5 separate regions of the Pan troglodytes genome follow, and all the other regions are linked to region 3. Evidence: chromatin contacts called from public HiChIP or PLAC-seq data. All regions are on one chromosome and are shown on one strand. The core of a region is the stretch at or near the end of the contact, and the rest is flanking DNA. Distances in the headings are between cores, read along the strand shown.

Evidence for each region. HiChIP or PLAC-seq counts read pairs in DNA pulled down with a chosen protein or histone mark.
Region 1: a contact with region 3 is called in an H3K4me3 HiChIP or PLAC-seq map of stem cell-derived excitatory neurons, with 4 times the contacts expected there. The contact joins the promoter of OGG1 here to the promoter of THUMPD3 in region 3. A contact is called at or near these places in 1 of 7 Hi-C or Micro-C datasets (induced pluripotent stem cells) and 1 of 1 datasets of contacts at active chromatin or transcription factors (stem cell-derived excitatory neurons).
Region 2: an H3K4me3 HiChIP or PLAC-seq map of stem cell-derived excitatory neurons shows a contact between it and region 3, with 3 times the contacts expected there. The contact joins the promoter of MTMR14 here to the promoter of THUMPD3 in region 3. A contact is called at or near these places in 1 of 7 Hi-C or Micro-C datasets (stem cell-derived neural progenitor cells) and 1 of 1 datasets of contacts at active chromatin or transcription factors (stem cell-derived excitatory neurons).
Region 4: a contact with region 3 is called in an H3K4me3 HiChIP or PLAC-seq map of stem cell-derived excitatory neurons, with 3 times the contacts expected there. The contact joins the promoter of RAD18 here to the promoter of THUMPD3 in region 3. A contact is called at or near these places in 2 of 7 Hi-C or Micro-C datasets (both in induced pluripotent stem cells) and 1 of 1 datasets of contacts at active chromatin or transcription factors (stem cell-derived excitatory neurons).
Region 5: a contact with region 3 is called in an H3K4me3 HiChIP or PLAC-seq map of stem cell-derived excitatory neurons, with 3 times the contacts expected there. The contact joins the promoter of BRPF1 here to the promoter of THUMPD3 in region 3. A contact is called at or near these places in 1 of 7 Hi-C or Micro-C datasets (induced pluripotent stem cells) and 1 of 1 datasets of contacts at active chromatin or transcription factors (stem cell-derived excitatory neurons).

Annotation. Positions count from the first base shown.
Region 1 is chr2:13,784,135-13,789,438 of NHGRI_mPanTro3-v2.0_pri, forward strand. It overlaps OGG1 (8-oxoguanine DNA glycosylase), which reads left to right and starts at 3,671. Exons shown (of 7, transcript XM_024355301.3): 1 at 3,671-4,142; 2 at 4,664-4,911. The coding sequence starts at 4,006. BRPF1 (bromodomain and PHD finger containing 1) reads left to right here. Exons shown (of 14, transcript XM_016940409.4): 13 at 17-171; 14 at 883-1,719. The coding sequence ends at 1,066.
Region 2 is chr2:13,683,276-13,687,971 of NHGRI_mPanTro3-v2.0_pri, forward strand. MTMR14 (myotubularin related protein 14) reads left to right here and starts at 2,752. Exons shown (of 20, transcript XR_010155104.1): 1 at 2,752-3,203.
Region 3 is chr2:13,399,250-13,404,578 of NHGRI_mPanTro3-v2.0_pri, forward strand. THUMPD3 (THUMP domain containing 3) reads left to right here and starts at 1,965. Exons shown (of 10, transcript NM_001280225.1): 1 at 1,965-2,054; 2 at 3,962-4,266. The coding sequence starts at 4,015. All of the region lies in intron 1 of SRGAP3 (SLIT-ROBO Rho GTPase activating protein 3), which reads right to left.
Region 4 is chr2:13,001,272-13,006,153 of NHGRI_mPanTro3-v2.0_pri, forward strand. RAD18 (RAD18 E3 ubiquitin protein ligase) reads right to left here and starts at 2,065. Exons shown (of 13, transcript XM_063805301.1): 1 at 1,876-2,065. The coding sequence starts at 1,926.
Region 5 is chr2:13,766,951-13,771,773 of NHGRI_mPanTro3-v2.0_pri, forward strand. It overlaps BRPF1 (bromodomain and PHD finger containing 1), which reads left to right and starts at 2,635. Exons shown (of 14, transcript XM_016940409.4): 1 at 2,635-3,031. CPNE9 (copine family member 9) reads left to right here. Exons shown (of 21, transcript XM_054681447.1): 21 at 396-797. The coding sequence ends at 581.

The DNA of each region.
Region 1 (5,304 bases), core at 2,421-4,920, 390 kb after region 3:
CTTATTATATCCTCAGATCATTGATCCAAAGATGCCCCGAGAAGGTATGTTCCACCATGGGGTTCCCATCCCTGTGCCCCCACTGGAGGTGCTGAAACTTGGGGAGCAGATGACCCAGGAAGCCCGAGAGCATCTCTACCTCGTCCTCTTCTTTGACAACAAACGAACCTGGTAAGGAGGGGAGCATTTGGTGTGACTCACAGCCACAGATGCAGCCCTGTGTGGTATGGGGGCAGACTGCCAGGAAACTCCAGCAACAGGCAGACTGGGCTATCACAAGTCAGTGGGGGAGGGACTTAGAACAGGTTTTTGAGCGAAAGGGTTGTGTTGACCATGTGTCTGAGAGGCTGAGTGGGCACTAGTGGACACAGCTATAGCTAGAAACCAAAGGACCTTCAGAGACTTATGACAAATATAGAGGTGGCTCCCACCCAGACTCAGATGGCTTCTAGACTTAGTTTTCCCACCTCTGCCTCCACAGTGACAAAATGAGGATAAAGCAGGCATAAACATTCAGGCTCTGAATCCCTCTTCTGTCACATTTACACATGTAGTCTTTTTGTTAATTGTCTGCAGAGGATATTCAATGTCAGTAAAGTCTGCCTAGAGCCTATGGCACAGGGTAGCTATTTCTGGTGAGGTCAGGGTGCCTCCTTTTTGTACCCATAAATACCCTGTGATTACCCTCCCGCCACCACCACACAGTATAACTGTTGACTGGGCTCTTTCATCTCTAGACCATGAGCAGTCCTTTGAGGGCAGGGACCATCACAGAGTCTGGCCAGAGTGGGTGCTTGGGCGGTGTGTTTGAGTGAATAGAGGAGGAAGGCTGGTCCTTGTTCTCCCTGAGATGATTTATTTGATCTTCACCTTATCCTATAGGCAGTGGCTGCCCAGGACCAAGCTGGTTCCTCTGGGTGTGAACCAGGACCTAGACAAGGAGAAGATGCTGGAGGGCCGCAAGTCCAACATCCGCAAGTCAGTACAGATCGCCTACCACAGGGCTCTGCAGCACCGCAGCAAGGTGCAAGGCGAGCAGAGCAGTGAGACCAGCGATAGTGATTGATACTGCTCAACACAGCCCAACCTATAGTGCCCTGTGACTTCTCTCCTCCCCTTTGCTCACTGTCCTGGAGTGGCACCGGCCTCTGCACTGACTCATTTCTGGTCTTGGGGCCAGTCTCAGGGGAAGCTGGGTGGGGGAGGTCCCTCCTGCCCTAAGTGCAGCTGGACTGTACAGAACACTCCAAGGGCCAATGGCAGTTCAGCGCAAGGAGAGGGAGGGCCCACAGGTCAGAAAAAGCTCCAGAGACCTCACAGCATTGTAGGGCGGGGTGGTGGGCCAAAGTTAGGACACTGCGTAAAACAGGCCATCCCACCACCTCTACCTGCTCATGCCAGGAGAATCCATAACTGCCTAGAGGCCTGGGGCCCCTACCGGTCGTGAGGTGAGTGGGCATCTGTCCAGCCTGGAAGAGGGGCACTAGGTGACTCCCTCCCCTGCTGTTGTAAATACTGTAATTATTGGAGAATTTAAATTATTCTCATTTGTAACTGCGTTTCCGGGTCGCGCCAGAGTCATTTGGTACTAAAAAAAAAAAAAAAAAAAGACTGGGGGCTGTCCCCATTTCCCTTCTCTTTCCCATAGATTCCCCCACCTTTCAAACTGGTTTGTATTTATTTCAAAGGAAGAAAATATATTGATTCTTAGAAAATAAACTGTCTATTTAGAATTCTTTGTTCTTGCCCCCTGCCAGGGCAAAGGGGATACAAAGGGAGGTTCTGTGCCCCAGGGATGATACATAATTGGGCCCAAGTGGTTGCTGACTGCTGTGCATGCTACATTTCATAAGACACAGCAAAGAGAGCCCCTGTTGCCCATGCATGGAGTGAGTGGCAGGCCCTGTGCTGAGCACCTTTAGACATTCAGCTTTGCGTAATCCTTGCAGTAACTATAGGGTAGTTTAATAATAGACTGGTTATCTCCACAAAGATGCTGAAGTTTCAAAAAAATTATCTTGCCTAAGTTCCTACAACTAGGAAGGTGCAGAGCTAGAATTGGAACCCAGGTCTGTTTGCAAACCTGGCTCTTCAACCAGTATGCTGAACTGCCAGGGGAAGAGTCAACTATCGATTCCTACTTGGCCCTTAGAGGCCTCAAGTCCTTTGCCAGTGGCATGGCCCAAGTGTTTCAGCATCACTACAGCTGAGACCTTCCCCACTGCTTAACCGGAGACAGAGCAGGGATGGAGAGGGTTGCTCTTTGCTCACCCCCAACCTCAGCACCTTCTTTCCAGACTCCACCGACATTTATTGAAGGAATGCCTTCCAAGTGCTAGGCGCCTGTGGGATGGCATGCCTACAGATAGGAACAGTCACAGGAAGAAGGGGCGGCCCAGGCCTTGCAGCCACTGAGGAGTGGCACTGAGACAATGATGGCACTGGTCTGATGTTGATTCCATGCTGACGGTACACTCCGCTAGGTCTCTGGCTGGGACACAAGGGTCAATCCGCTGCAGATGTTGCTCTTCAAGAATTTGCAGTCTGGGCGGGGTGCGGTGGCTCACGCCTGTAATCCCAACACTTTAAGAGGCCGAGGCGGCTGGATCACGAGGTCAAGAGATCGAGACCATCCTAGCCAACATGGTGAAACCCCGTCTCTACTAAAAATACAAAAATTAGCTGGGCGTGGTGGCGCGCACCTGTAGTCCCAGCTACTCGGGAGGCTGAGGCAGGAGAATCGCTTGAACCCGGGAGGCGGAGGTTGCAGTGAGCCGAGATCGCGCCATCACACTCCAGCCTAGGCGACAGAGTGAGACTCCGTCTCAAAGAAAAAAAACTTGCAGCCTGATAGTTAAGATACAGCAACCCCAAATCCCTATGCTAAAAGGTGAGAATGGCCCAGATAAAGGTCATGTCTCCTAGCTCCCTGCTTTTTCATGCCATCCTCCAGAAGGGAAGAAATTAAATAATCCATTCTCCTACTCCAGGCGACTAGAAGGCAGGCTGCCTCAGGGCCACACACTGGGACTTGGACTCAACCTGATGGGCTTCTGGGCCCAGCCCCAGACAAACCCCCGGCAAACGTCCCATTCCGAGGAAAGCATGAGCAGATGGAGTATGGAAGAAATGCCCAAGACGGCAGGCAGCAGCTGTGGCGGCCGGCGGGACGACAATCCGAGGAGAGGCCTCTGATGTCCTGAGGTCTCAGAGGACGCCTAAAGGCCTTGAATGGGACAAGCTTAGCGGGCGGGCGCAGAAGAGAATAATACTCTGGAGACACTTCCCGAGGGCTCTGGGGCCGGAGCTGTGTTCGCTCCGGTTCTTGGTGAAGACAGGGTTCGTGGGAGGCGGCCCAAGGAGGGCGAACGCCTAAGACTGCAAAGGCTCGGGGGAGAACGGCTCTCGGAGAACGGGCTGGGGAAGGACGTGGCTCTGAAGACGGACAGCCCTGAGGAACCGCGGGGCGCCCAGATGGAACTCGTTAGCGCCCCAAGTGCAGACAATCCCGGAGGGGGAAAGGCGAGCAGCGGGCAGAGAGCCCAGTGCCGGCCATCCGCGCGAGCGCCTCAGAACGGCCCGCCCACCCTGATTTCTCATTGGCGCCTCCTACCTCCTCCTCGGATTGGCTACCTCTAGGTGAAATGAGCGGTGGTTGAGCCCTACTTCCGGTGGTGCTGTGGTCTGCCCCTGGAGAACCCAGAAGAACACAGCTGTGCGCGCCCACAGGCTCTGGGGGCGGGAGAAGATAAGTCGCAAGGAGGGGGCGGGACCTACACCTCAGGAAAGCCGGAGAATTGGGGCACGAAGCGGGGCTTTGATGACCCGCAAAGGGCGAGGCATGCAGGAGGTGGAGGAATTAAGTGAAACAGGGAAGGTTGTTAAACAGCACCGTGTGGGCGAGGCCTTAAGGGTCGTGGTCCTTGTCTGGGCGGGGTCTTTGGGCGTCGACGAGGCCTGATTCTGGGTGGGCGGGGCTACTACGGGGTGGTGCCTGCTGTGGAAATGCCGGCCCGCGCGCTTCTGCCCAGGCGCATGGGGCATCGTACTCTAGCCTCCACTCCTGCCCTGTGGGCCTCCATCCCGTGCCCTCGCTCTGAGCTGCGCCTGGACCTGGTTCTGCCTTCTGGACAATCTTTCCGGTGAGTGACTGAGCCTGAGAAGCCTGTCCCCTGGGACTGGCTCCTGCCGCCTCAGCACTGCCTGGCATGGGGTACAAAGGAATTTGGGGGATGATGGAAGAAACCCGGGGTACAAAAGAGGAAACAAGCACGGGTAGCCAACCTGTTACCTTTAATATGTCTGTACAGTGATAATTGTAAGGATCCAGCGGTATAACCGATGCAGAAGATAATAGCACTTGTTTTTCTTTTTTTGAGACAGGGTCTCGCTCTATTGCCCAGGTAGGAATGCAGAGAGGCCCATTCCAGCCTCGACCCCCCGGGCGCAGCCTCCCGAGTAGCTGGGACTACAGGTGTGCGCCATGCCCGGTTAAATTTTTGTATTTTTTGTAGAGGTGAGGTTTCGCCATGTTGCTCAGACTGGAAGATAGCACTGTTACTTGTATTAGTTTCGTACATGGAGCTATTGTAGGATAGGAGGGACCCCAAAGGGTGCAAGAAAGGAAATTGAGTGCCAGGGTTGTCATGTGCCTTGGGCTCAGGTGGAGGGAGCAAAGTCCTGCACACTGGAGTGGTGTACTAGCGGATCAAGTATGGACACTGACTCAGACTGAGGAGCAGCTCCACTGCACTGTGTACCGAGGAGACAAGAGCCAGGCTAGCAGGCCCACACCAGACGAGCTGGAGGCCGTGCGCAAGTACTTCCAGCTAGATGTCACCCTGGCTCAACTGTATCACCACTGGGGTTCCGTGGACTCCCACTTCCAAGAGGTGGCTCAGAAATTCCAAGGTGAGTACAGGACCTGGGCTGGGGTTAGGGTTCTTGGACATAAGTCACTTCTCTATGACTCAGTTTTACCACCTGTAAAATGGGGATTATATCTACTTCATAGGCTTTTATGAGGATTTAAGGAACTAATACATGTAAAGTGCTTAGAATAATGCCAGGCACATAGTAAGTATTATTACCATTATTATTATCCTGCTAATCAACATAGTGAAGTGACAAGGATTTTGAGCCCATTCCTGGTTGTGTGACCTAGGGCAAGTGATTTCATTCATTCTGTAAATATATACAAAGCATCTGCTGTGTGACTGGGGATACACCAGTGAACAAAACAGACCCAAATGCCAGTCCTCGTGGAGCTTACATTGTGGCCTCTTTATCTGTGGAATGGGATGG
Region 2 (4,696 bases), core at 1,502-4,001, 280 kb after region 3:
AACGGATTGGGCCAGACGCCGTGGCTCATGCCTGTAATCCTACCACTTTGGGAGGCTGAGGTGGGTGGATCATCTGAGGTCAGGAGTTTGAGACCAGCCTGGTCAACATGGCGAAACCCCGTCTCTGCTAAAAATACAAAAAAATTAGCCGGGTGTGTTGGCGCACACCTGTAATCCCAGCTACTCTGGAAACTGAGACAGGAGAATTGCTCGAACCCGGGAGGTAGAGGTTACAGTGAGCCGAGATGGCACCACTGCACTCCAGCCTGGGTGACAGAACAGCGGGAACTCGTATCAAAAAAAAGAAGAAGAAGAAGAAGAAGAAGAAGAAGAAGAAGAAAAATAACGGATTGATTAACATCAGGTTACTTTTGTTGTAAGGATTAAGGGCAGAGGAAAGTTCATTATCATGCTTATTGAAAGTGGCCTGTTTGGGAAATATCTATTATCTCTCTAGATTTCTCTGAAGGTCAGATAATTTAGTTTCAGCTTGGTAAAATGTAAGTTTAGTAGGAATTACTCCATTTTGGTTCTTAGTCTCCTTTGTTAGGATCTAGTGCAGGTGCTTTGTCCAAAATAATGGCCTATAATTTTTTTTCTTTTCTTTTTTTTTTTTTTAAAGACAGAGTCTCAAGAGTCTCGCTCTGTCACCCAGACTGGAGTACAGTTTCATGATCACAGCTCATTGCAGCCTCAACCTCCCCGGCTCAAGGGATCCTCTCCCACCTCAGCCTCCCAAGTAGCCTCTCAATGTGCGCCACCACACCTGGTTGATTTTCTTGTAGAGATGGGGGTCTCACCATGTTGCCCAGGCTCGTCTCGAACTCCTGGGCTCAGGTAATCAGTTTACCTTGGCCTTCCAAAGTGCTGGGATTACAGGCATGAGCCACCATGCCCGGCTTGTAATTTTTCTTTAACACCATATAATCCAGTCATTTCATTCCTTGGTGTTTAAGACAAATGTGTATAGATTTGTCAGAAAATATCTAGTAGGCCAGGAGTAGTGGCTCAAACCTGTAATCCCAGCACTTTGGGTGGCAGACGTGGGAGGATTGCTTGAGCCCAGGAGTTTGAGACTCGCCGGGACAACATGGTGAGACTCGGTATCTACAAAAAAATTTAAAAAGTAGCTGGGTGTGGTGGCACATGCCTGTAGTCACAACTACTTGGGAGGCTGAGGCAGGAGGATTGCTTGAGGCCAGTAGTTGGAGGCTGCAGTGAGCCATGATCATGCCACTGTACTCCAGCTTAGGCAACAGAGTGAAACCCTGTTTCTAAAAAAAAAAAAAAAAAAATTAAATTAAATTAAAAACCAATCTACCGTATTAAAACTCTAAAAGCCAAGATAGTGATTAACTGGGGGTGGGAGGAGTTGGGGGGGCAGGGTGGTGGGTGGTTGTTGGTGAGTGGGTAGTGACTGAAAGTGGTCAGGAGGGGGCTTCCGGGGCGCTGGTGTACGTATCATACTTCTATTAAAAGTTTACCAAAAACGAATTACTTTCATTCAGACTGGGTATTAGACCACATTAAGGAATATTGTTAATTTTCTTAGGCATGTTAATAGCCTTATATTTTTTATGTATTTTTTTTGAAGTACTAATCTGTTGTGATAAATGCTTAAGTATTCACAGCTGAAATAATGTGATGTCTGGGATTTGCTTTAAAATAATTCCCTGGATGGGAAGGGACTGCTTAAACAGGATAGATAAGCAGATGTTGATTATTGTTCAAAACCAGTTAATGGGTACATGAGGGTTCATTATACAATTGTCTCCACTTTTGCGAATGTCTGAAATATTCTAATAATAATAATAATGAGAGGCTTCTCATCACAGAATTTCAAGGCAGTCGCTTCACCTCCCTGACTCCCAGTTTCTACCTCAATAAAATAGGGCTGATGATATAATGCACTGTACTCACAGGGATGTTGTGAGCAGCAGGGGGAGAAAGGGTTTTATGAAATGTTGTGTTTTTGTTTTTGTTTTTGAGACGGAGTCTCACTCTGTCACCCAGGCTGGAGTGCAGTGGCGCGATCTCGGCTCACTGCAACCTCCGCCTCCCGGGTTCAAGCAATTCTCCTGCCTCAGCCTCCCGAGTAGCTGGGATTAGAGGCACGCGCCACTGCACCCAGCTAATTTTTGTATTTTTAGTAGAGACGGGGTTTCACTGTGTTGATCAGGCTGGTCTCGAATGCCTCACTTCGTAATCCTCCTGCCTCGGCCTACCAAAGTGCTGGGATTACAGGCGTGAGACACCGCGGCCGGCTGAAATGTTTTAATATTGGTAACCACTGCCATTATGGTTTCTAGTACTAATTTGTTGCCTCCAAGCGTTCTCTCCTCCTCGCCCTGTAATTTTTTTTTTTTTTTTTTTTTCTTAAGACAGAGTATTGCTCTGTCACCCAGGCTGGAGTGTAGTGGTTCGATTTCGGCTCATTGCAACCTCAGCCTCAAGGGTTCAAGCGATTCTCCTGCCTCAGCCTCCCAAGTAGTTGGGATTACAGGTGGGTGTCACCATGCCCGGCGAATTTTTTTATTTTTAGTAGAGATGCGGTTTCACCATTTTGGCAGCCTGGTCTCGAACTCTTGGCTTCAAGTGATCCGCCCGCCTCGGCCCCCCAAAGTGCTGGGATGACAGGTGTGAGCCACCACGGTCGGCTTCCCTGTAATTGTTGATTCCACTTTTCCTCTGGTTCTTTTCAATGGTTCCTTCCTGCTACCCCCCTCCTCTGGCAGCCCAATGGTTGAGCCCGGCTTCCCCGGGGGAAACCCCTTGGGGCGGATCACGCGGTATCAGCCAGTGGCCTCCCTGGAGGATACAAGGATCGCTCTGCGCCGGGGGCGGGCCAGTAATCGTAGGCGGGGCGCGGGTCCAGAGCTCCGATTGGCCAGAGTCGGAGTAAACATCCGGCGGGACGGGGCGGGGCCGGAAGTGGAAGTAGAAGGCGGTGGCTGAGGCGGTTCCGGAGGTTCTAGTGTCGGAGTTGGTGCAGGCAGGTGCCATGGGCCGGCTTGAGGCACACTGAGGGGACGCGGGGCTGGGCCATGGCCGGCGCTCGGGCCGCCGCCGCCGCTGCCTCGGCGGGGTCCTCGGCCTCTTCAGGCAACCAGCCGCCGCAGGAGCCGGGGCTTGGGGAGCTGCTGGAGGAGTTCTCCCGGACTCAGTACCGGGCCAAGGATGGCAGCGGGACCGGCGGCTCTAAGGTGAGACTGGAGGTGCGATGAGCTGGGGAAGGCTCCTAACTTGGGAAGTTACAGAGGAAAGGCTGAGGCCAGGGGTCAGAGAAAGGTAGGAGTGGTACCTCGCCGCTGAGGAAGAGGAGAGAGAGAGGAGTTCTCCAGGGTCTGTATCCGGAGTATAAGAGTCGGACTTGACAACCATAAAAGGAGGAACTGGGGTCAGAATGAGCCCAGCAAAGAGGTCCTTCTTGTTTGAGAAGGGGTCTGGAGGTGAGAGATCAAGCTGAGGGGCCAGGTTCAAAGATCAGAGAGGAGGACCTAAGGAAGGTCTGTTCCCTGCTTCAGGTGCCGTAGGATGAGTTGTGTCAGGGAAAAAGCCCCAAGAAAAAGCTAAGAAAAATAGGGAGACGATTCCTCGGGGTCAGAGGTCAGAATGGAGCCAGGAGGTGAACCCAGTGTGCTGCCCCCTTATAAGGTCTCAGTATGACTTAGGCCCATCCCTTTCCTTCCCCTATAGAGCAGGAAGACAACCCACACTCCCTTTCAGTTCCTTTATCTAAAGCAGGTCTCCGTTCCTCTTTTTGCTCCCTTTGGGATTTCCACCCAGTCGTCCTATTGCCAGACCTGGAGGGCTCAGGCCATCCCCACCCTAAGCACTGGCTGGCAGTGCGGTGGGAATCTTGCCGACCCTGCCATCTCATTCCTCCACGTGGTTCTGGCAGCTTTAGCACCAAGTTTTCCAGTGGAATTCTGTTCCATCCTGCACCACAGAACTCTGATTTGACCTCAGAGGTTACCGTGAGTTGCTATTCTGTAGCTGGCATCTTGTAGTCTCTGAAGTAACCCAAGGAAGACTTCAGTAAGGATTGGACTTCCTCACTCTCCAAATGGCCAAGTAATTTTTCCAAGTATAGTCTGGGGACCACCTGTTTAATGATCATCTGGGGTACTTTTAAAATTTATGCTTATGGGATACTTTGTGAAAACAGAGATTCCTTAGTCCCACCCAGTCCTACCAAGTCAGAATTTCTGGGGGTGGGATCCTGGAATTTGCTTTTTTTTTTTTTTTTCTTTTGAGAAGGAGTCTCGCTTTGTCGCCTAGGCTGGAGTGCAGTGGCGCGATCTCAGCTTACTGCATCCTCCGCCTCCCCAGTTCAAGCAATTCTCCCTGCCTCAACTTCCCAAGTAGCTGGGATTACAGGACCCCACCACCATGCCCAGCTAATTATTGTAGTTTTTAGTAGAGATGGAGTTTCCCCAGGTTGGCCAGGCTGGTCTTGAACTCCTGAGCTCAGGTGATCAGCCTACCTCAGCCTCCCAAAGTGCTGGGATTACAGGCGTGAGCCACCGCGCCTGGCTTTTTTTGTTTGTTTGTTTTTGTTTTTTGTGTTGAGACAGGGTCTCGCTCTGCTGCCCAGGCTGGATTGCAGTGGTGCAACCATGACTTACTGCAGCCTCGAAATCCTGGGTTTGAGCGATCCTCCCACTTAAGCCTGCCAAGTACCTGGGACCACAGG
Region 3 (5,329 bases), core at 715-3,214:
CTATCTTTTGGAGAAATATCTATTCAAGCCCTTTACATATTTTTCATTTTATTTTTGAGACAAGGTCTCACTCTGTCACCTGGGCTGAAGTGCAGTGATGTGATCATAACTCATTACAGCCTCAACCTCCCCAGCTCAAGCTATTCTCCTGTCTCAGCCTCCTGAGTAGCTGGGACTACAGGTGAGTGTCACCATGCCTAGCTAATTTTTGTTAATTTTTTGTAGCGACAGAGTTTTGCCATGTTGCCAGAGCTAGTCTCAAACTCCTGAGCTCAAGCGATCCACTCACCTCAGCCTCCCAAAGCGCTGGGACTACAGGCATGAGCCACCACTCCCAGCCCCTTTGCACATTTATAAATTGTGTTCTTTTTGGTTTTGTTTTGTTTTAAATTCGGTTTATCTTTTTGTTGTCGGGTTCCTTTTACAATAAGTTAACTTTTGTCAACTGAAAAATAAAAATAAAATTCTATGCCCCCCAACTGACTGAACAGGCCCTCTCTTGGCCAAGGAGACCCTAGAAAAAACTTGGAAGCTGAGTTCCTACTCATGACAGGATGGGAAGTCGGACACACCTCTTTATAACCCCTCCCTCTATAATCGCCATTAGATTTTCTTTCCTAAGGGTTAAACAGAAACCAGCCCTTTTGAAAGACTCACTCCACCAGCCTGATGCTGACCCTCCCATTTGCAGTTTCAATAGAACAACCGACTAGCATTCCTTCCTGATAAGAGATCACCCACCATCCAGGGAGTGGTTCTGGCCAGTCTACAGAGGACGTGCAGTGAGGGTTTTCACGTCCCCTGCTTCACCTTTTGAAGTCAAGCGGTAGAAAACTCTACCCTTGGATCATGCTAAGGCCACCATTTTTTAAACATGGGATCCACAGAGAGGCATGAAGCTCAACTGCACATGCACAAATTGCTCCTTTCATAAATATTCGTGACCCCTCTTACAGTTTATTTAACATGTATATTTGGCCACTGTGTTTAGCATAAATCCCTGTCTTATTCTTCCAACCCTGGAAGTGCCTGTTTTTTGGCTTCTGACTGGAAGCTAGGCTTCCCAGTCTGTCAAAATGGCTACCATGCAGGTTCAACTCTTTTTTTTTTTTTGAGATGATGTCTTGCTCCCAGACTGGAGTGCAGTGGCACAATCTTGGCTCCCTGCAACCTCTGCCTCCTGGGTTCAAGCAACTCTCCTGCTTCATCTTCCCAAGTAGCTAGGACTACAGGTGCAGGCCACCACATCCAGCTAACTTTTGTATTTTTAGTAGAGACGGAGTTTCACCATGTTGGCCAGGCTGGCCTCAAACTCCTGACCTCAAGTGATCCACCTGCCTCAGCCTCCCAAAGTGCTGGGATTACAGGCATGAGCCACTGTGCCCGACCAGGTTCAACCCTTTATGAGAAATAAAGTTCATCTGATTGGGCACAGTGGCTCATGTCTGTAATCCCAGCACTTTAGGAGGGCTAGACAGAAGAATCACTTGAGCCCAGATGTTCGAGACCAGCTTAGGCAACATAGTGAGCCCCACTATTTCTATTTTTTTAAAAACTAAAGAAAAATATGAAGTAAACAGTGCTAAAATAGTGATGGCAATACAGAAATCAGGAACTAGTGGCATGACATTTTGGGAAAGATATTTAAATAAGCTGGAGAGACTCGATGTCTCCAGCTTTAAAACAGAAATCAGCCTCTGCCACTTCATAGGTGCTAGAACAAAAGAGACTTGTTCCAAATGAGATGACGCATGTGAAGCGCTTACCCAGTGCTCGGCAAGGGGAAGCACTCTCTAAACGTTAGCAAATACCATGGTAGGACACAAGGCCCCTGACTCTCCGCTTTCAGCTTACTGAAGATCCTCAAAACCAACAGCACACAGCTTCCAGCGCATGCCCCTTTCCCCAAGACCTTGGGGGGGAACCCGCCGCCAGCGCGGAGCCACCGTGACTCGTAGCCTAACTTCCGTTTCCGGGGGCGGCTTCCGGCGGCGTGACCTGACCGCAAGAGGCCAATGGATTGCGGGAGCTGAAAGGGTCTTCGCTGGCGGCCGGTAACTGGCGGCGGTTGGGAACGGCCGAATGTGGCTCTTCTGGTGTTTCAGCTTGGGGAGAGAGGGGTGGCCTTCCTCTTGCAGTTGAGGCCGGCGCTGAGCCGGACTTCAGCCGGATCTCGTGGCGGAGCCCATCTTGCTACCTCTCCCAGGCCTTTACCCGCTCCCTAGGATTCCCGGGCCCTGTAGGTGGGAGTTGGGAGACGTGAGTTCTCTTTCATTCTGCGCCTCTCATTGGCTCTCTGACCTTGTGCGGAACGCGTCCTTTAGCTGACCTCAGCTGCATTTTTTAGAAGATGGAGATTGTATTCACAGTGACTGTCAGCTTTTTAACGGCGGGAACTGACGTAGTGTTAAACACTGTCGTGTATCGCTGGCATAGCACAAGGACATTATAGGTATTCTGTACTCACTTAAGTTATTTTGAGTCACAGACCTTTTGAAAATCTCGTGTAAGCTATGGCCCCTCCACCTCTCTAATACTTCCCCCGGCCCCCACCCCAAGCACACACAAAAGCTTATGCATAGGAAATTTGTTTTACTCTTTCGGATTACTTCCAAGATCTCTCTCCTGATGCCCATCTATGGATCCCAGAGCCTGGCAAGTAGTAGGCGTTTGAATATTTGTAATCATTAGATAGTAAGTATTCAGTTAACCATTTTTATTTTTAATTTTTTCTTTTCTTTTCTTTCTTTCTTTCTTTTTTTTTTTTTTTTTTTTTGAGACAGGGCCTCACTGTGTCACCCAGGCTGGAGTGCAGTCCTCCCACCTCAGCCTCCCAAGTAGCTGGATTCCAGGCGCCCACCACCACGCCCAGCTATTTTTTGTGTTTTTGGTAGAGATGAGATTTTGCCATCTTACGCAGATTGGTCTCGAACTCTTGGCCTCAAGCAATCTACTCACCTCAGCTCCCCAAAGTGCTGGGATTACAGGCATGAGCCAGTGTGCCCAGCCCAGTTAATCATTTTTAAATGCATGAAATGCTATTTCACAGGAGGGAAGAAGATAGCCTATTAATAAGTTTTAATTATTGGCCTAACCATGTACTACTCTCACTTGTCTCCTCACGACTCTAGGAAAGAGGTATTACTAATTACTTAATTACATTTGAAGGTTTGGGAGAATTAATTTGCCATAAGTCATTCAACCTATGATGGTGGAGGCAAGAATTCAAAGCTGTATCTATCTGAAACTCTAAAAGCCCCATATTATTATTATTATTATTATTATTATTATTTTATTTATTTATTTTTTTGAGACAGAGTCTTGTTCTGTTACCCCGGCCAGAGTGCAGTGGCATGATCTCAGCTCGCTGCAATCTCCACCTCCCAGATTCAAGCAATTCTCCTCCCTCAGCCTCCCAAGTAGCTGGGATTACAGGCTCCCACCACCACGCCTGGCTAACGTTTGTATTTTTAGTAGAGACGGGGTTTCACCATGTGGGCCAGGCTGGTCTTGAACTCCTGACCTCAGGCGATCTGCCCGCCTCGGCCTCCCAAAGTGCTGGGATTACAGGTGTGAGCCACCACGCCCAGCCAAGCCCTATATTCTTAACTAACCATGTTCTTAACATCTAGATGCAGAAATGGATTTGAATGTGATCTGCAGTTTCTATCGTAGTTATGAAATGGCTTTTGTCAACATGGGTTACCCCAAAGCAAACATTGCATGCTATGGAAATACTTCTTGTCTCTTTTTCTCCCATGGTATCTGTATTGCTTCTTTAATAATAACATCATGTTTTACAGCCTGCACTCTGTGTCCATGTTTATTCAACCCTTTTTACTTTGGTGACTGTTTATCAGGTGTGTTGCCTTGTTCTTCCTGCCCTCCAGAGCCCATGTTTTTAATTATAACTGAAATATGAGATGATAATATTTGGGCTTTATTTCTTTTTCTTTTAAAGGACAGTACTGCTTTTAAAGAGACAGTGTTAGGGATCTTGGAAGCACAGCCAACATGTGTGACATTGAAGAAGCCACTAACCAACTCCTAGATGTGAACCTTCATGAGAACCAGAAGTCTGTACAAGTGACAGAAAGTGACCTGGGAAGTGAATCTGAGCTTCTAGTCACTATTGGAGCCACTGTACCTACTGGCTTTGAGCAAACAGCTGCAGATGAAGTCAGAGAGAAACTTGGGTCATCATGCAAAATCAGCAGAGACCGTGGCAAGATATATTTTGTCATTTCAGTGGAAAGTCTGGCACAGGTTTGAATGGAGCAATATTTAAAATAGTTTTCTAAGTTGATCATTTTATGGTTACTTTTCATTTTATAGACCCTTCTGGAATCCTTTCTGATTCTCATTGCTCTGCCCCAAATCAGGTGATTTTAAAGTTACTGCATTTTCTGTTGAGTACTGATTTGTAATTTTGACTGTAGTTTCAGTATCCCTTAGGACCAAAAGTGTTTCAGATTTTTGGAGGGGGGTGGGGGGAGTTTTGGAATATTTGCATTATACTTGCCAGTTGAGCATTTCTTTTTTTTTTTCTTTTTCTTTGAGACAGAGTCTTGCTCTGTCATCAGGCTGGAGTGCAGTGGCGCGATCTTGGCTCACTGCAACCTCCGCCTCCCAGGTTCAAGCAATTCTCCTGCCTCAGCCTCCCGAGTAGCTGGGACTACAGGCGCCCGCCACCGCATCTGGCTAATTTTTGTATATTTAGTAGAAACGGGGTTTCACCATCCTGGCCAGGCTGGTCTCGAACTCCTAACCCCGTGATCCACCCGCCTCGACCTCCCAAAGCGCTGGGATTACAGGCCAGAGCCACTGCGCTCGGCCTGCCAGTTGAGCATTTCTAATCTGAAAATCCGAAATGCTGCACTGAGCATTTCCTTTGAGCATTGTGTTGGGGCTCAAAAAGTTTCAGATTTTTAGATATGGGCTGCTCAACCTGTAGTAGGATTGCTACATTTTTAGAGGTGATCTAGTATTTCTTGAGGATTGAATTCACCAGAAAGAATACTGTTCAACTTAAGAAATTCTCTAAGTATCTCAGTATTTATTTACTTCAGCATATAGCAGATGTTTAACCTTTGGTGATGAAACATAAAAGAGATTTTCCTTCTAATTTGCATCAAAAATTCTTGCTCAGAAGTAATTAGGACTCACTCAAGGTAAAAAGTGAAGGTCAGTAAACTGCAATCTCACTATCATAAAGCTGATATATCTCATTACCACATAAGCAGTGAGAGGGCAAGGATTGTTGTCTATTTTTTTTTCCACCAATATATCCCACGCTCTTAGTGTCTGGCATATAGTAGGTACCCAGAAA
Region 4 (4,882 bases), core at 815-3,314, 400 kb before region 3:
AAAATTTTACAAATAACTTGAGACTCCAAAGTCTTTCTGTGAATCCTAAGTTAGCAACCATGGATTCTGAGTCAGACTTCTATTCAATAAAAGAAGTAACTTCGGTCAGATCTGCTTCTGGGATCTGATAGTTCTTTGTGCCTGGAAGAGTTCAAGCAAAAATTAGGTGAGAAATTGGCAGATGTGTTATAAAGGAGATTAAAATACTGAAAGGGGCTGGTTTTCTAACCTTAAGATTCCATGATTCCAATGTGAGCAAAAAATATGGGCTCAATCAACTCTCTGGTTGAACACTCACTGAACACTCTGTGGTGCCAAACTCTACATTCAGTGCTGTGGTGAGATACCAAAGTCAGAGAAGACATGGAACCCGCCTCTAAAGAACACTGAAATTGTGGGAATATGTAAAGTGTGCTTAAATCTACAAAGCAGGAGCTTTACAGGTTACAGAGCTCTTTTACTTTCCTTATCCAAGTCAAGCTTCATGACAACAAATTAAAAGGGGAAAGAAGCATTTAACACAGTGCTAATAATAATAAAATATATTCATTGAATGCTTACTACATTCCAGATACTTTCAATCAAGCAGCAAATAATATTTGAGCACCCACTTGGTGTCAGGCACTGCAGTAAGCACAGTGAATACACGGCAGAATCTGTGCCCACATACATCAACTAATTTATTTAATCAATCCTATGAACTGTTATTTTTGTCTCTAATTTATAGTTGAAGAAATTCAGGCTCAGAGAGGTTAAGTTACTAACTGAAGGTCATACAGTTAAGAGGCAGAGAGGAGATTTCACCCAGGACCACTGGAACTCAAATCTGTGCTCTTCTCCACTGCATCCTGGTGCCAAGCCCACAACTCCAAAACTACAGCTTTCCTGGATCATTTCACAATGTCAGCTTCTCATCATGCAGATATCTCAAGTCCCCAAGCACTCTAGACGTCACTGATGACAGCAGGAAGAACAAGGCCTTCTACTTACTTTAGCCTTCACTTAATTCTAAAGTCAAATTTATGAGTCAGTGGGACAGATATTATAATCCCCAAGTCTACAAAACTGAGGAAGAGAAGAAGGCTATCTTAGCCACTGTGAGAAACGGAAATAATCACAGAGCAAGAAGAAACACCAAGCAACTGATCTTTAGCCAGCACAGCAAAGTGCATCTGCTCTTGAGCAAATCCAGGGCCCACCACTACTGTAAATGGAAACTGGTATGCCTTGCCAAAACAGAAAGTGGCCACAAAAATAAATGTTATTTAAGTGAAATAATTAGATGCAATCCAAGATCAGCGCTGAGCCTGAGTCCTGATCTCTGTTTAAGAGACATGAGCACTTGTTAGAGAAGAGTGAAGGTGTCTTAGAGAGGAGTTGGGGCAGTATGTCAGAACAAACCAGCACTAGGTTTATTGAGAATAATCAGAAGAAATGAAAGAGCCTGTAAAGGAGACTACCTGCTTGGCTACGTGATTACATACATGTTATCTGATAAAGCGTCCACCCAAAATCATGTCCGGTGTCACTGTTTAGTGCTTGACACAAAGTAAGCTTTCAGTAAAGAACAGCTGTCAATGTCATTGTTTGGAATAACTGTTTTTCTCCATGTTATTGCTGGGATTGGATCGCAGAATAGCTGGTTCCATAAGACTGCCAACCTCAGCTCACCAGGCTTGTCCTTGTCACTTATCAGAGGAGTAAACTGAGACCCAGAGCCACGCGGTCGGCTAGTGGCAGGGCAGAGCCGGATACCCGGGCCCAGTGCGACGCTCGCGCCTCATCCTTTCTCCTTAAGGCGAGGACAGGCTCCGCAAAGGGAGGGACCTCCCCCCGCAGACACCCGGGAGCTCCCAACCTCCCCGAAGCACTCACCTTCATGACTGCCAGGCCCGGAGGCCACCGAGGCTCGGCCAGGGAGTCCATGGTCGCTCCCGAAGATGCTGGGGGTCAGCCACCCACTAGCCTCCGGCGCGCCAACACCACTCGAAATTCCCCGCGCTACCGCATTACGTCAGCAGCCCGCGACGCGCCAGAGGCGGGCGCGGAGCCTGCCGGAAGTTGTAGTAGTATGTGGGCGGGGCGCCGCTTAAGGGCTTGTACTGCGCATGCGCCAGGCTTCTGCCGCACTTACCTTGAAGAAAGCGAATGGTTAAAAAGCGTAGAGCCAGTTGAATATTAAGAAAAGATAGCCAGGAATCAAACCAAATCCAGACCTCGCCAGATCTGTCAAGGTCTAGGCTCATGACCCCCTCCGGGTGGCCCACCCTAATCGCAATGACTATCCGTCCTTGCTCTGAACAGAAGTTTTTATATCCATTAAGTTATGTCTCCTGTATTACAACACTGGGAGGTAGATGTTAACATTGTCAGTTTACACAAGAGAAGCCTACGCCCGAAAAAGTGGATAGAGTTTCGAGTCAGATTCCAAACAGGACCTCTGGGCTTTAAATGGGAGCTGTTGCTTTTATTCATATTAAAATTTTAATACACAGTTTTTCTTTTTCTTCGGAGAGAAGCACCATTAACTTTGGCATATAGCCTTCTAGATATTTCCTATGCAGATTGACAAAGATTCTTTGCTTGAGCAAACTTTAGTCAGGCTCCTGAACCTTCTCCTAGGCCAATCTGTGTACTTCCTGTAAAAATCCAGTTTTAGCAAAAAACCCTGCTAAATCAAGTTACCAAGAATCCCCACCTTTGATATGTGATCACTCTTGATATCTGATGTGTTCCTCATCCTCCACCATCCCCCAGTTGATGTCTGATCACCCTGGCCTCTTCAGCAAGAATCTACTCTTACCTCTGATGTTTCCTCTTAGTAATTTTTCATGCACTGCTCCCCACCCTGCTTCCTGGCTATAAATTTCCATTTGCCCGTGTTGTATTCAGAGTTGAGCCCAGTTTTCACCAATTGCAAGACACAGTTCCAGCGGTCTCTATACCTACTTGAATTGTCCTGATTAAGTCTTCCTTATTGTGCTTTAACAAATATCATTGAACAATTTTTTTCTTAAACGAGATATAAACATAGATACTTTTTTTCATACATGTTATATTAAATGCATGAGGAATGGAGGTTTACGGTGTCCACCCCCGCCCCCCACTTTGTATCAGCCAATCATAGAACGGCATGCAAATGAACGCAAATGATTGCCAGGCTGAGCTGGAAAATGTGGGATAGTTCTGGATGCGGAGGAAGTGGGGTCTTGGAGAGACAAAGGAAAAGCATTTAAGACCAGGTCCGTGGCCTGAGTGAACCAGTAATTGTTTTTTTCACAGTACTAGTTGGACAAGGTAATTAGGTTTAAGGTGACAAATGGCTGGGAAGGTGAGAGAGGAAGAGAGAGGAGATGAGAAAAAAGAGAAAGAATGGGTAAGGAGAAAGGGAGAGAGAGATAAGACAGGGACAGGAATGTACTTTTTGCATTCAACCATGGAGACAGATTTGGAAGCAGGCAGTACTTGTTGGTCCTGGGGCCAAAATTCATTTCCCTATCTATGGAGAGCCTCCAGGACAGGATGCAGTGCCATTCATCTCTGAGTGTCTGCCAATAGCTGGTGGGTGAGGCTGAATGAATGGATGAATCACCGACTAAGCCCACATTCCCATAAATCTTTTCCTCCCAGGCTGAGCATTTCTCTTCCTGCCATCTTCAGCAGCACCAGGGTGATAGATCCCATCAAGCCCACCTCTAGGCCCAGGAAGGAAAGTTCAAGAACACAAGCGCACTTTGAGCTCAGGAAAAGGCATTTGTCTTGGGTGTTTATCTAACCCTGGGAGCCATTCTCCTCTTAACAAGCTGCTGTTTGTACGGACCTTCTCCTTCTGTTAGATCAATAAAGAGATTGTACTTCCTTATTCAGGACTAAAAACAACATGTTCCATGTAAAATAAAAGCAGGCTAGTGTTTAGTGGAATCTTCTGTGGCACACAGCACACAGTGAGGAGTCAGAATAGGATGGCCAGATAAAATACAAGTTGCCCAGTAAATCTGAATTTCAGATGAACCGCACACAACATTTTAGTGGAAACCTGCCCCAAATATTGCACACAACCTATTCACCAATTATTTGTTGTTTACCAGAAATTCAAATATTTAACTGGGCATCCTGTATTTTTATTTGCCAAATCTGACAATGCTAATTAGAGAAGCATTCTCCCAACTGAGTGTGGGGCCTGCCCTGGATTAACCTGGGGATGTCCTGTGGCCCCTGAGCTCCTTTCCAGGTTCTCTTCATCCTGTTCCTCTCTGCCCAGCACTCTCTCTTCCTCTAGGCCCCATCTTCCTCATTCTAGTTATGGGAGAGGGATATTAAAGGAGCTCCCTCCCTCCCTTTCCTTCCTTCCTTTCTTCCTCCCTTCCTTCGTTCCCTCTTTCCTTCCTTCCTTCCTTATTTTTTTTCTTCCTTCCTCCCTGCCTCCATCTCTCCCTTCCTCCATTCATTTTAACAAACGTTTATTGAGCCAGTCTCCACTTGTGCCAGGTGCTAGAATACAGAGGTGAGTAAGACAGATATGGCCTCTGTTCTCCAGGAGCTGGCAGCCTGGGGATGAGCATGGAGCCAGGATAAAAAAAAGAGAGTTTGTAAAAAAATGAGTAAGATAATTGCATAAAACAGTAACTGATGTAAAAACAATAAAAAAGGGTGATAAAATGGACAGAGGAGGGGACACTGTAAATTGTATGATCTGGGAGGCTCCCTCTGAGGAAGTGACATATGTGCAGCGACCCAACCGATAGAGAGAGGCAGCCATGCAAAGACCCAAAGACCCCAGAAGTGGAGAGTTCCATGCCTTAGTAAAAAGTTCAGATTTTAATCCAAGTTAACTTGGGTAAGTTGTTGACCTCTCTGTGCCTCAATTTTCTCATCTGCAAAA
Region 5 (4,823 bases), core at 1,385-3,884, 370 kb after region 3:
CAAGAAGCCAGAAGAGTGTGGTATCAAGAGTGGGACGTGTCCAGAAGAATTATGGTCAAATGTAATGGAAAGCTAAAGAGAAGTCAAGCAAGATGAGGACTAAAAATTACTGTTCACTGGACTGATTTAGCAACACAGGGCCACTGACGACATCAGCAAAAGCAGTTTCAATGGCCTGTGTGAAGCCAAACTGGAGTGGGTTGAGGGTGAATAAAAGGTGGAAAAAAAAGTGGGTGGAGAGAAAGCAAATGTAGAAAACTGTTCAAGATGTGGAGAGGGAGATACTGTGATAGTTGGAAAGAGATGCTGGGGATCAAAAAAGAAGCCTCCCTGCTGCACCCCCATGCCCTCTCTCCTGGTCATGGCTTATCTCTTCTTGTCTGTGCCTGACCCAGTTCGTCCCATTCCGAGACTATGTTGACCGGTCGGGGAACCAGGTGTTGAGCATGGCCCGACTGGCCAAGGATGTGCTGGCCGAGATCCCGGAGCAGCTGCTGTCCTATATGCGCACCAGAGACATCCAGCCTCGGCCCCCACCCCCTGCCAACCCCAGCCCGATCCCAGCTCCAGAGCAGCCCTGAGGATTCCACATATCCAATGCCTCACAGTCTGCAAGCCTGCTCACCCACTGCTTCTGCTTTAAGCCAGAGGCACCTGGAACCCTGGACTTCACTGGGAGGGCCAACTTGGAGGATCGGTGCTGGCTGACAAGCCCTCCGCCTCCTTGCCTGCAGAGGGCCTGGCACTATCACCACCTCTCTGGCTTCATGCCAATAATAAAGCTGATCTTTATTCCACCTCTGTCTCATGCATGTTGGCGAAGGAAGACTATGGGACCCAAGGACTGGGGCCACATCAAGAGGGAGGGAACCAGGATGGCTTCAGCTAGATTCATCCCCATCCTAACACGTTCATCCAATCACTTCTTCATACATTCTTCAAAGACCTTAATAAGTGAAACTTTGTATGTTTTTCCTCAGGAGAGAGGCCCATAGTTGTTTTTTTTTTTTTTTTTTCCATAAAATCCCAATCCTACACACGACCCATAGTTCTCAGCAGATTCTCAAACGAATTCCTGACCACTAAAGGAGATAACTTAGTATAACTCTGCTTTGATCCATCTATTCTGAATTATTTTAATAAGGATAATAACAGCTAATATTTTCTTTGAACATTCACTACATGTCAAACCGTGTGCTAGGTGATTTACAAGCATCATCTCATTTAATTCTCACAACAACTCTGAGAACAGGTACTATATATTTTTCCCACTTTACACATAAGGAAACTGAGGCTCTGAGAAGATGAGTCATTTAAGAGAATTCATCAGTTTGACTTCAGATCCCAAGATCTTAATCAGCAAACCTCTTCCTGGCATGTCGATTTTATTGGGATGGTTTTTAGAAAACATACATTTTAGTGGGTCAAATGCAAAGTTTGCATTAAGAAGATAGAAGCTTTCAGATGCTTTGGGCTTTGTCCCAGAACCCTGGAAGACCTTTCACGCTCCTCTTTGATGACAAAACTGGAGAAGTATTGTTTAAGGATGTCTCCCCCTGCCATGCAAGTTCTCTGAAACCCTCAAGAACTAACAACAGAGTTTTCGAGCTCTGTTTTACAAATAAGGAACTTAAAGAACCTAACTTGCCCACGTTCACATTGCTAGGAGGTGACCCACTCACATTAAATCAGCTGTTTTGGCACCATGTTCCAATCAGCAACCCGCAGCACATCCCTGCCAACCCACAGATTTCCCACCGCTTTACCAGACACAAGCCCTTTCACACCCACCGGCCCCAAACCAGCCCCTTCTCTCAGACCCATACCTTTTCTCTAGCATCTCTCCTTTACTTTTCCCAAGTTTCTTCCCTTTCCTTCAGTCACGCCCCGTTATCCCTAATCGGTCCTGCCCTTTCCCCACAGCTCCGCCCCTGCCTTCCCAAGCCCCGCCTGCTCCCTTCAGCCTCGCATCGCTTTTTCCAACTTTGTTCTTTATTTCTAGTCCAGCTCCACTTTCCAGGCTCATCCAAAGCTCCGCCCTTTCTCTCCCGAGTACTCTTCTTCTGTTTAGCCCCACTTTTTACCCCGCTATTCTAACAGGCCCCCGCTGTGCGGTAGCCCCGCCCCCTCCCACAAGCCCCGCCCCACAGACCGGTCTAGTCTCCAGCCCCGCCCCGGTCCTACCCATAACTACCGGTCCCTTAGGCTCCAGCCCGCATCCCTCTTGCTCCCGGCCCTGCCCCCAGCCCCGCCCCGTGACTCTGGCCCCGCCTCACCGCCTTCCTCCGAGACCAAGGCCAGGTCCCTCCCGCAGCCGCGGCGCCAGCAGGAGGCAGGGAGCGGATAGGGAGGAGGCAGAGGGGGAGGGGAGAAGGGCGGGCTCCTCACGCCCAGCCCCGCGCTCACCGTCCGTGGCTGCAGATTCGCCACAAACCGCCCGACGACCCCAGATCCCGAGTACGGTGACTTCAGTCTCCAGAAACTCCACTCTAAGATGGGAGAGCTAGAGAAGCCCTGTGGGGTGTCCAGGGTCCTTTTGAATCCCGGAGCACGGTCTTTCGAGCCTCAGCGGGCGGGCGGGCATCCGTGGCGAAAGTGCAGCTCTGTAGCGCCGCGGAGCCACGTTTACCCTGCGCAGACGCCGTCGCCGCCGCTGCTGCCGCCGCCGCTGCCACAGCCTTTGCCGCCACGGTCTCCGCCGCCGCTGTCCTCGCGCTGCCTCTGGGAGCCTCCATTGTTCCAGCAGCGCCCGGTCCCGAGACCGGGCATCTTGGGGACTCGCGAAACGGGCGGCGGCCGACGGAGTTGAGACCCCAGGGCGCCGGCGGGACCAGGAGCAGCAGGGGTCAGCTCAGGAATCCCGGGGAGCCGGGACCAAAGCGTGGGGCGGCAGGGGGCCGGGGTGGCGAGGTCTACGGTCTCCGGAGTTGGGGCTCCCCCTTCCCGGCCCGACTTTCCCCGCCGACCTCCCCAAGTGGGGTCGGAGCCCCGGCGGGCGCCCCCGGCGATGAGCCCGGACTCGAGGTGGCCGGTGAGTGCGGGCCTGGGACCAGGGCGGGAGTGGCCGGCAGGGAAGGGGTAGGCTACGTTCGTGGGACGCGCAGTGAGCCGCGTGGCCCGGGAGCCTCTCTGGCAACTCCAGCTGGGAGAACTGACAGTGCATTGCTTCCCAGCAGGCATCCTGGGGCAACAGTGTATCTTTCGGGGCTGCCCGGGCTAGTGGCAGGCGGGGAGCCTTGTTTCACTTGTTACACTTCCACAAAGGGGAAACGCCGCCGCATCCGGAGAGTGGGCTGCGGGCACTGCCGGGGCCCAGCCCTATCCCTCCGGCCCCCGCCCCTTACTTCCTCCAGCCCCCTGAGCTTCAGGGGCAGATGCAGCCGCCATTCTCCTTGGGCCCTCCCCACGGGCTTTCTGGTCTAAGTTCTCGTCTCCCTCGCCTGTGCCTCTGCTGCCGGGTTCCAAGGGGAGATTGCCGCTTCGCTGTGCTACTTTGGGAACCATTCACCCGGGACCCAGCTTGGAAAGAGGAGAGCTTGTTTGTGCTTCGGTTGGTTTATGTTTAAAGACACAGCTGCAGGTAGGAAATAGAAGAGTTGCAGTTGGACGTGTAGCGTTACTGATGTGAAAGTCAGGAGCCGTTGACAGTGGAGCTGGAGCAGCCCACTTGCCTGGTTAAGGCACAGGTGGAGAGGCCAAGAGGGGTTATTTTGTCAGGGAGCTCATGATAGCCCTGCCTGGCTGGGATGGTGCCAAGCCCCTAGCTGAATGGTTGAACTCAACTAGGCCGAGAGAAATTGGGGCAGTCTCTGACCAAGCTGGGCTTCCTGAAGCCTGGTGCCATCTGCTGTCTACACTCACCCAGGAATGTTGGGGAGGGGGGAGGGAGGGCCCCTGCGGACCAGCATGGAGCTGAGCATGCCTAGATTGTCGCGTTCGTGTTTGTACCCTTAGGGCCTGGCACTTGGTGGTCACTCAGTTGATGTTGTGTGAGTGGGTGAAGAGCTCAAATGTAATACAAGCTGCTGTCACTGACTAAATGACCTCAGTTTTAACTTTGTTTCACAGTACATCTCCTACCCAGTACCAGGGCCAGGCTCCCCATAAAGACCTCAAAAGTAAATGAATTCTTTCTGTGATCCAGTGATTTCTGCAGGAGTCCAACGCTAAAGCATTAGCCACCCACCCATTCAGCTTTCTACATGGCCTTCATCCCATCTGAGCTCTCAGTCTGGTGATCCCCTCATTCAGCTATTCGTTCAACAGGTCATTCATTCGTTCGCCAAAAACTGAATGTCCAGTGCATGCTAGGTACTGGGGATACAGAGGTGGATAGGCTCTGGTACCCTTGCTACACAGCTCCCAGTCCAGGGGAGAGACAACTTTCAGTATGTCAAGTGCTGTGGTAGAGGTGAGAATGGAATGCTGTGGAAACAGCTCCCCATGGGAGAGTCAGAGAAGTTGTGTCAGAAGTGACATTTGAGCTGGTTTTTTGAAGAATGAGTAGGAGCCCACCAATCAGAAAGTATGGAGGGCATTCCAAATAGGGATCATTTTGCAGGAATGAGAGGTTATAACATTCAGGGAATGGCAAGTTCCCCTGTGTAGACAAAAACAGCTGTAACTTGTAAAAAGAAAGGAGGACTAGGGCCAGTCAGTGAAAGGAGCTCTTTGAATGGCATCATAGAGAATTTGGAATATTATCTTGAAGGAACTGGGAGCATCAGGAGGCTTTTAATGAAGAGAGTGTCATGATCATTACTACCTGGTAGAAAGATCATTCTCCTACATGATGTGAGATTGGGCTAAAGAAGTTGAGACAT